Regions from separate parts of the Mus musculus genome. Here region 2 is linked to region 1. Evidence: chromatin contacts called from public promoter capture Hi-C data. All regions are on one chromosome and are shown on one strand. The core of a region is the stretch at or near the end of the contact, and the rest is flanking DNA. Distances in the headings are between cores, read along the strand shown. Region 1 has its middle 21 kb from the start of Gm35787. Region 2 overlaps Egf (epidermal growth factor).

Evidence for each region. Capture Hi-C pulls out chosen DNA fragments and counts their contacts.
Region 2: a contact with region 1 is called in a promoter capture Hi-C map of liver. The contact joins two enhancer-like sites. A contact is called at or near these places in 1 of 39 promoter capture datasets (pre-B cells), 1 of 15 datasets of contacts at CTCF or cohesin (embryonic stem cells), 24 of 484 Hi-C or Micro-C datasets (the AML12 cell line, the AtT-20 cell line, B cells and 14 more), 2 of 115 datasets of contacts at active chromatin or transcription factors (embryonic stem cells and regulatory T cells) and 4 of 9 other capture datasets (adipose tissue, embryonic stem cells, liver and 1 more).

The regions. Positions count from the first base shown.
Region 1 is chr3:129,442,331-129,446,671 of GRCm38.p6, forward strand. No RefSeq gene overlaps it. Among named protein-coding and RNA genes, the nearest start is that of Gm35787, 21 kb to the left of the region's middle. Within about 2 kb of position 2,096, at least 3 of the 459 cell types and tissues checked have an H3K27ac peak or open chromatin away from gene starts, as enhancers often do. A contact at or near this core is called in liver, where this site is marked.
Region 2 is chr3:129,679,940-129,684,280 of GRCm38.p6, forward strand. It overlaps Egf (epidermal growth factor), which reads right to left. Exons shown (of 24, transcript NM_010113.4): 22 at 3,252-3,372; 23 at 1,160-1,265. Among named protein-coding and RNA genes, the nearest start is that of 6330410L21Rik, 72 kb to the right of the region's middle. Within about 2 kb of position 2,077, at least 17 of the 459 cell types and tissues checked have an H3K27ac peak or open chromatin away from gene starts, as enhancers often do. A contact at or near this core is called in liver, where this site is marked.

The sequences.
Region 1 (4,341 bases), core at 846-3,345:
GGTCTTGAGTTCAAATCCCAGCGACCACATGGTGGCTCACAACTATCTGTAATGAGATCTTCTGGAGTGTCTGAAGACAGCTACAGTGTCTTCAGACATATAATAAATAAATAAATAAATAAATAAATAAATAAATAAATAAATCTGTTTTTTAAAAAAAAAAAGCTAAAATTGCAGTTAACACTGAAATAGGAAACCTGTGTCCATCACCCTAGACTCCTTAGGAAAGCGGGTCTCTCTGAGAACACGCTGCCATTGAAAGCATCGCTCCTGGTGATATATTGAAATTCAGTAACTTCTGAATAAGAAAATGCAAAAAATGAACTGGCAGAGAGAAGTGACTGAATGAGAAATCAGATCAGCCTCTATGGTGAAAGCAGGTTTGTACTGGTCTGAGAGGCAGTGCCCCTGAGATCCTGAGGCACAGGGTCTGAGGAGCCAGAGCACCATGCTGTGCTGAGTCTTTGTATTGGAGGGCACGGAGGGGGAGAAGACACAGCTTTGCCAGACCCAGATGAACTGTTTTTCAAGATTGCAGGGTGGCAGCAGAGAAGTCAGATCGGCTGTTTTGCAACCTCCAGGTTCAGGGCACGTGGTGGGTTGGGTGTTAGATGCTTTCTAGGAATTCCATGGGCAGCAGATTTCCTGGAACCTTGGTCTTGTTTTGGGGCCCTGGCTCGGGAGGATCTTCCTTTATTCTGACATTGTGGAAAGACACCCATGCGCCACCTTTCTGACAGAGCATGCTCACAACACAGGTGCACTACAGAACACAGAGGTGGGTAACAGCATGGATGCTGGACTCCAGGAAGCCAGAGGTTGGGCAAAGAAGACATGAAGTGTTCAAAGCAAACAGCCTATATGGTAGTAGAATATCCCCAGCAGCGTCTTCCACATACTTCTGTAGTGACCAGCCAAGCACTGCAGCCTCTGGTCATACAGCTGCTAGCTCAGAGCAAGGCCACTCCATCAGCTATCTGAACCCCATGTGTCTTTCTTGAGTGATAGTCACCTCTGTGCTACTTATGGACAAGATCCATCAGCATGCTGACCAAAGATGATAGGAAAAGTCCAATGTGGGTGTTATTTCTTCTAGTCCAAGAGGAATGGCATCAAGGAAAACAGAAATATTAAGGTCATATCGATACTTCTGTTCTATGTAGATGGATAGACTGTACTACACAATGAGTTGACCGCTATTTTTCTAATCACTCACCATTGATCTACCTTAGGTCTCGCTGTTAGCATTGCATGCTCTATGAGCTTTGAGAAATGTCAAGTAGCATGAATCTATCATTTTGGTGTGTCACAGGATCGTTATTTGCCCTGTAAACCCCACGTGTTCTATCTGTTCATCTTCATTTCTCCCTGGCCCTTGGTTATCAGTCATCTTTTTTGTATTAACTGTCTCCACAGTTTTGACCTTTTCAGAATGTCATATAGTAGGATTCATATATAATATACTCTGTATATAGTATGTAGATTTTTCCACATTGGTTTCTTCACTGCATTGTAGGTATTTGAAGTTTTCTCCTATGCTTTTGTGGCTTGAAAAAAAATACTCCTTTTCAATGGTGAGTAATAGACCATCACTTATTTGTTCACTTTCCTACTGTAGAACATTTTAGTAACTGTGACTTATGCTGCTAGAAACATCTAATTTATCTAAATCTTCCAAATTATCTCTCCAAAGTGCATTTCCATTGGCGACGCCTGAGACGTCCTGCCGCTTCGGGTCCTCACAGCATTGGATCTTGTCAGTTCTTTGGACCTTTGCTATGCAGATACATCACGCTTGTGCTTTAAGATAACAGTTTAAGATTTCCTGCCTATCAAATGTCTTAGGATAGAGACAAGCAAAAATCGGTAACAGCAACAATAAAAAGCAGATGATTCGTTGTATCCCGTGTCGGCTGGTTGCTTTGCATATGTGGTGTATTACCTATATGTATAAATTCATTTCCCTTTTTTGTTTCTTCTAAAGCAGTAGGGAGGTCAACTAAAAGAAGATGCACAGTGTTCATTTGTGGCAGAGCTACTGTTCAATTAAGAGTTTGGCCTTTGATCTGACCTGGAGAAGTCAAGCCAAATGTCCTCTGATCTTTCTCAAAACACAGATGTGTTGCTAAATCACCCCAGAGTAGCTATTTTGATATTCAATGTATTCTAGACTGTACCTAATAATGTTTTTTTTTTAATCATTTTCAGTTGTTTCTCACTCTTTAATCATTCCAGCTCTGTGAAATCCCTGATTGGAAACCTTGCTGACCTGAAAACAGAACTTTGACCTGCTATTCCCAACCTTCCATACCTGGACCCCTGCTTTCAAACAGCACCTTTGTCAGTGGTTGCTGCCATAATGATTCTCCTTTGTAAAGATGCCTTGTGCATCTTCACTGGGTCACACTGAGCAACCCGTTTATCCAAGACTCACATACAGGCAGTGTGTGATGGAAGAGGAATAAAGGAGCCATGGCTCACCCCAGTGAAACCGCACGTGCCTGGCAACCTGTCTCAAAACCCAGAAACACACTGATGAATCCCCAGCCCCCTACAAATGCTCACCATGGCTATTTCAGATCCACTCTGTGTCTATTGCTTCTTCCCCATTCTTGGCTAGCATTCCCCATTTCAAGAGAACAGAAGCTCTCTACAGAATGTCTCTTCAGCCTTCAGTCACTGGGTGATCTTTCTCACTCTGACTCTGACGTGTAACCCGAACCCTGCCCTCTTTGGTGTCCTGGAGTCTTATTCTGAGTTATTCTAAGTGTCCCTTCATCCTTCCAATGCCTCTATTTCTCCTTCCCTGGTTCCTATTCATAATTTAATCACAATTCTACTTTCAGTGCAATCTACCCATCTCTAGTCCTTCAAACCATCAAATTACAGTTTCATCTTTCTCTTCAGAAATAACCCTTAGTGCTAACTCACCTATTCAGCAAATATGTGCTAGGTGCCAATTACAGAGAAAACTTTGTTCGAGACACTGGATATTTGGATATTGGGCAGAGATGGAGAAAGTGCTGCGTGAGCATGCATAATTGAGCCTCTTTGTTTCTAATTGATAGCCTCAGAATATCCTTCTTGTTAGACTCCGTTTATTCGGATAATGCAGAAAGCAGTACAAGCAAGGCTGAGCTCCTGCAGGCTTTTGCCACAGTACGCCACTCTGAGAAGTGCTGGTTCCCAGAAGTTACCCAGCTTTGCACTGAAGGTGTCTGAAGACCCCAAAGATGCAGCTAATGCTGCCTAAGACAGAAGCAGAATGTTGAGGCACTAAGACTACAAAGGTTGAACGGTTGAAAACAAAATCCCCTTCATGGCACGGCCCACATGCCATTCCCAGCCAGACATAGAGATGGTTGTGTAGAAGGGTTTCCTTTGGATTCAGTACATGCCAAGAAGTGCACTTGGGGTCCTGGAAACCTGGCTGGGGGCAGGGAAAGGATGAAGAAAGGACAGACACAGGTACAGAAAAGCTGGGGTCCAGTGGGGTGTGCTGTGATGGAGGTACACCCACTACCATCTTCACTCAGAACCTCAGTATGTTTCTTATGTGCAGCACACGGGTGGGGTCAGGAGTTGGCTAGCCTGAAGGTCTCTGTAAGCAAGGAGACTCACGCTGCAAACACCAAGGAGAGGCAAGCAAGCTGCAGCTGCTAGTTTTTGCACACATTGGTCATCTTGTACTTGGACCAGAAGAAGGTGGCTTTGCCAGCTTTGGGTCTGACTCAGATGGGGAAAGGCTTCGGCAAGTTTCCCTGGCTCTAAGGTTTCATTCTTGTCATGGCTGTGCCTGTGTCAACAGTACATGTTCACTCAAGACTTCGGTCGCTCACAGCTTCCTCCACTTCCTACAAACAAGGTGTATCCAGAGGGATCAGAAAAGAGAGCTATATCACTGTCAGCAGGGGAAAGCACACTCCGTCCCGGTGTTTCTCAAAGCTGAATAAAAGGAAATACCAGTCTGCAAGAGAAAAGGTGCGTGGCAAATTGTCAACCCACCCTGTGGTCAATGAGGTTAAGTTTCTGTGAATCAGAGCATATTCTAAAGACCCATGTAGAGTACCAGGGAACTCCAGGAATCTGAGGTCAAGAATAGTGCAAAAAAAAAAAAAAAAAAAAAAAAAAAGCACGTCTCACTTTCTTATTAAAGCAAACAAAATGTGAGGTGGTGTTCATGGTTGGCTTTAGCAAATACAAGTGCAAGGAGATACTAACTGGTGTTACAGCTTATCATGTTTGGTCATGTGAGAAGAGTCAAGAATATCGCTCCCAGCCCTTTGCCTTTCCTACAGAGATAATGTGGACACGCCATGGCATCTCCTTCATGCCCTTGCT
Region 2 (4,341 bases), core at 827-3,326, 240 kb after region 1:
AAGTAGTAACTACAAGACAGCCCTTTACCTTCTAATAGTGCTGGCAACAATACCTCGGCAACTATTGAAGATCTGAGTTTTAAGAGTATACAGACAACAGTCACCATACATAAACATTTATTACAGTTTTCAGTCAATCCCTTAATGAGCCTTATTAAACTCGTCTTGCTCAAATTATGCAATAATTTTTTTCTGAATATAGTATTTTAGGTTACAGCACAGAGCATGTTCAAAATGGAAATTTAGAATGAGTTTTCTGTAGTAAGACCCCAGGTTCTCCCTACTGGAAACCGGAAGAGGGTATTATGGCGGTGTGTGTGATGGGAACTATCAGGAAATACAAGTAGCACTGACACTTAGCCGGCTCCTGGCACTAGCAGGGAACCTGTTTTTATTGGCTCAAAGATTTCCTTTGCCTTCCCAATGGCTTAGGACACAAAGCATGTTCAGTGCTGCCCTCTGGGCTGTAAGGAGGATAATGATATCTGAGCTCCAAACCCAAGGGACAGATCACAGTACAAGTCCTGGCAGAGGGACCACAGCAAAGGACGCAGAGTACGCTCCAGGGGAGCTTGAGAACTTGGCTCGGATCTATGGTCCCTTAGTGGTCTGACTGGACTTCTCAGCCTAGAGCCTGGCTGAGGGTTAGCTCCCGGTAAGACTAGAATATGCTGAAATCCCTAGAACAAAGCCAGATCAACTTTCATCAATAAGAACACTCCCTCCAGGCCACGGAACCTGTTTGGGGAGAGCTATTTCCATCCCCGGGGGAGCTACACTCGAAGCAACGACTGAGAACCAACACTAGGGATAGCCTGCAGTCCTAAGCAGCTCAGGGGCTAAGAGAAGAGGAGATGCAATCAAATGTGTTTCTCTCGTGGTGTCAGTGCCTCCCAGGGCTCACTCAGCTTAGACAAGGCCAATGGCCTTTTGTGACTAGATGACATTTCTCAGTGGAAAACACTTTTTTTTTTTTTTTCCTTGAGACAGGGTTTCTCTGTATAGCCCTGGCTGTCCTGGAACTCACACTGTAGACCAGGCTGGCCTCAAACTCAGAAATCCACCTGCCTCTGCCTCCCAAGTGCTGGGTTTAAAGGTGTGCACTGGCACCACCACCCGGCTGGAAAACACTTTTGATCAAGGTAAAATACCGACTCACCGAGCTGCAGGGAGGGAGACAGGCCAGCATCTACTACTGCACCATTCGTACCATCCGCAGGCAGACTCCCATTCTTGGGGTCTTGGTGTTTCTCTAGGACCACAAACTGCAGAACAGAAAAGCAAAGGGTTCAGAGGATAACTGCTGTGATCTAGAAGCCACCTTGATAAACCTTCAACCGTAGTCGAGCTCACCCACACAGAAGGTGAAGCTGGAAAGAAACGCCTTGTCAACTGTCTCCAGCTAAACGTACATTTTCCTTTTTACAGTTTTACCATGTATGTGTACAGGTGTTGTGGCTGCATGTATATCTATCTGTGTATGTGTGTATGCCTGATGCCCATGGAGACCAGAAGAGGGCACTGGATCCCCTGGAACTGGAGTTACAGATGGCTGGCTATAAGCCAGCAAATGGGTGCAAGAAATCAAGCCCCAGTCCTTGGAAGAGTAGTCCGTGATCTTAGTACAGTGTACTTAGATATAATAATAAATAAATCTTTAAAAAAAAAAGAATCTTGGATCCATAGAGGGTCCTGTTTTGCTGCAAATTATACAAGTGTCCTTAGGTATCACCAGTACTTGCCCATCAGCCAGGCCATATATGTGGGTTTGGGCTACCGCTGTTTGTGTGTATGTGTGTGTATGTGTCTATATATAATTCATTTAAGCATGCTATCAAGTCCCAGGTAATTACGACCGCTAGTGAGTATGGGTAACTACTATCTTGCAGGGATCCCCAAGCTGTTCTTTCATAGGTGGCAGCTCAGAAGGCAGAGTGCTGAGAGAGGCCCAGATAAGCACAACAGCACTTCTCTTTACTCAACAAACCATTTTTGTCATTGTTTGCATGGTTCAGACTCACGGCACACTTGCAATGCAGGCTGAGCAGAGCCGACTGGCCTGCACTCAGGCCAGACAGGTTAGGTATTAAAAGAAATCAAACAGAAAGAGGAAGAACAGAAGTAGGCCATGCTCTGGGCACAGGACCCAGGCCGGCAAAGTCTTTCCTTATCAGTAAGTGACCGGGTGAAGGACTGCCCCAAGGTTTGGACTTCTGTGTAGTTCAGAAAGGAGCCCTCCACAGGGAGGACCTAGAACTCAACAGTAAAGAGCATAGAAAAAAAAAAAATCTGTACCTATCTTTCTCATCAAGGGAAGGGTAGGGAGGTTTAGTGAGTGGAGTCAATCAGGGGATAGGGACAGTGATGTTGGGGATGAGGGTGACTCTCAGGAGCTGTTTTCTCTCCCTTTCCATTCTTCACAACACTCGTCACCCTTAGTCTCCTCCTCCTCAGTGGTCTTTCTGCAATGACGTATTGCAGAGTCAATATAGCGGCCTGCTGTGTGAGGGCATAGGCTCCTTATTTCTAGCTCCAGCCAAGATGCACACTGCAAATCTTCCAACCATGTGCCTCTCTGCTAGAAAGAAGCGCCCAAGCTCCAGGGCTCTGGCTGCGGTGGACGGCAGCTGATAGGAGCAGATTTGTTTTTGCTGCTTCTCCTCCGGGTTTGGGAACTGGGTTCTCCCCAGCTCTCTCTGACGTGTGCAGCGGCAGTTGGTGTGGACGGCAGTTATGACAGCTGGGGGGGACGGGACACACAGCTCAGCAGCCCTGGCTTCTGAATGAAGTTCAGAGCCAACAAGCTGCTTGCTACTGCAGCATGGAATTTTGATTTTTTTAAAATTAAATTTTTTTTATTTAAAAGAGACACACATGCAGAAACCATTTCTCCCCTGTTATGATTTAAATGAGATTAATTAAATGTGCAATCTAATTCTCTATAGCCTGTCAAGCGCCATGAAGGGAATTTAGCTATCCACAAAGTCATGAGACCTCAAGGAACTGAGCACTGCCCGGGTCCTAAATCACATGGCGTTTATGAAGCTGGATCTTAGAGTTATACAGAAGAAGATGAGAGGCCCAGAGGTTAAACACTTGTTGAAGACTGGCTGGGCACTAAGGCTAAAAGACATTTTGAGAGCAGTTGGCAGCTGGAACAGAGTTCAGTTTCTCTGAACATCAGGAAGGAAGAAGACAATGAGTAAGAATACTTATCAAGCAATTCATAGCTCATGTACTGATAACACTACCCAAGGTTGGGGACAAGAAGCCACAGCTGCCCCGCTGCTGCTGTTGGGTCCGCTGCTGCTCACACTTCCGCTTGGCTCATCACAAGGGTTCTTTGGGGGGTTTGATAGCTGCTTCCGAGTCCTGAGATAAAGCCAAAAAAATCTGAGTCAAGCTCAAAATAAAAACAAAACACCCATCCCACTCCGGGATAACCCGGAGCAACTGTGTCGGTCGACAAGTTAGATCTACAGATGGTACAGTCAGTCAAAGCACACAGCTGAAAACCCCCAGGCCTCTAGGGGGCAGTACTGGTAAGCAAACAGCTCTAGGGATGCTCAGAGGGACTTAACGTAACTCTGGGTGCACTGCAATCACAAGAGCTCTGACAAGCCTTTTTGTCAAGCAATAGTCCTTACCAGTTGTGTGTGTGAACATGGGTTTGTGTGTGCGCACCTGTATGGGAGTGTGCCCTTGTATGCAGGTGAAAAGCCTTGCACCTCTTTCTCAATTGCTCTACGTGTTGTGTTATTTTTTGAAACAGTGTCTCCAGTAAACCCAGTGTTTGCCACGAAGCCCCAGGGATCCCCCTGTTTCTATCTCCCCAGTGTTACAGATGTAAGTGCACAGTGTGCCCTGCCGTATTGTATTGTATTGTACTGCATTGCATTGTATTGTATTGTATTGTATTATACTGCATTGTATTGTATTGTACTGCATTGTATTGTATTGTACTGCATTGTATTCTATTGTACTGCATTGTATTGTATTGCATTGTATTGTATTGTATTGTACTGTATTGTATTGTACTGCATTGTATTGTATTGCATTGTATTGTATTGTACTGCATTGTATTGTATTGTACTGCATTGTATTGTATTGCATTGTATTGTATTGTACTGCATTGTATTGTATTGTACTGCATTGTATTGTATTGTATTGTACTGCATTGTATTCTATTGTATTGTATTGCATTGTATTGTATTGTACTGTACTGTACTGCACTGTACTGTACTGTATTGTATTGTAGTGTATTGTATTGTACTGCACTGTATTGTACTGTACTGCATTGTATACATAGGTGCTGAGAGCTGAACTTGGGCCCTTAGGCTT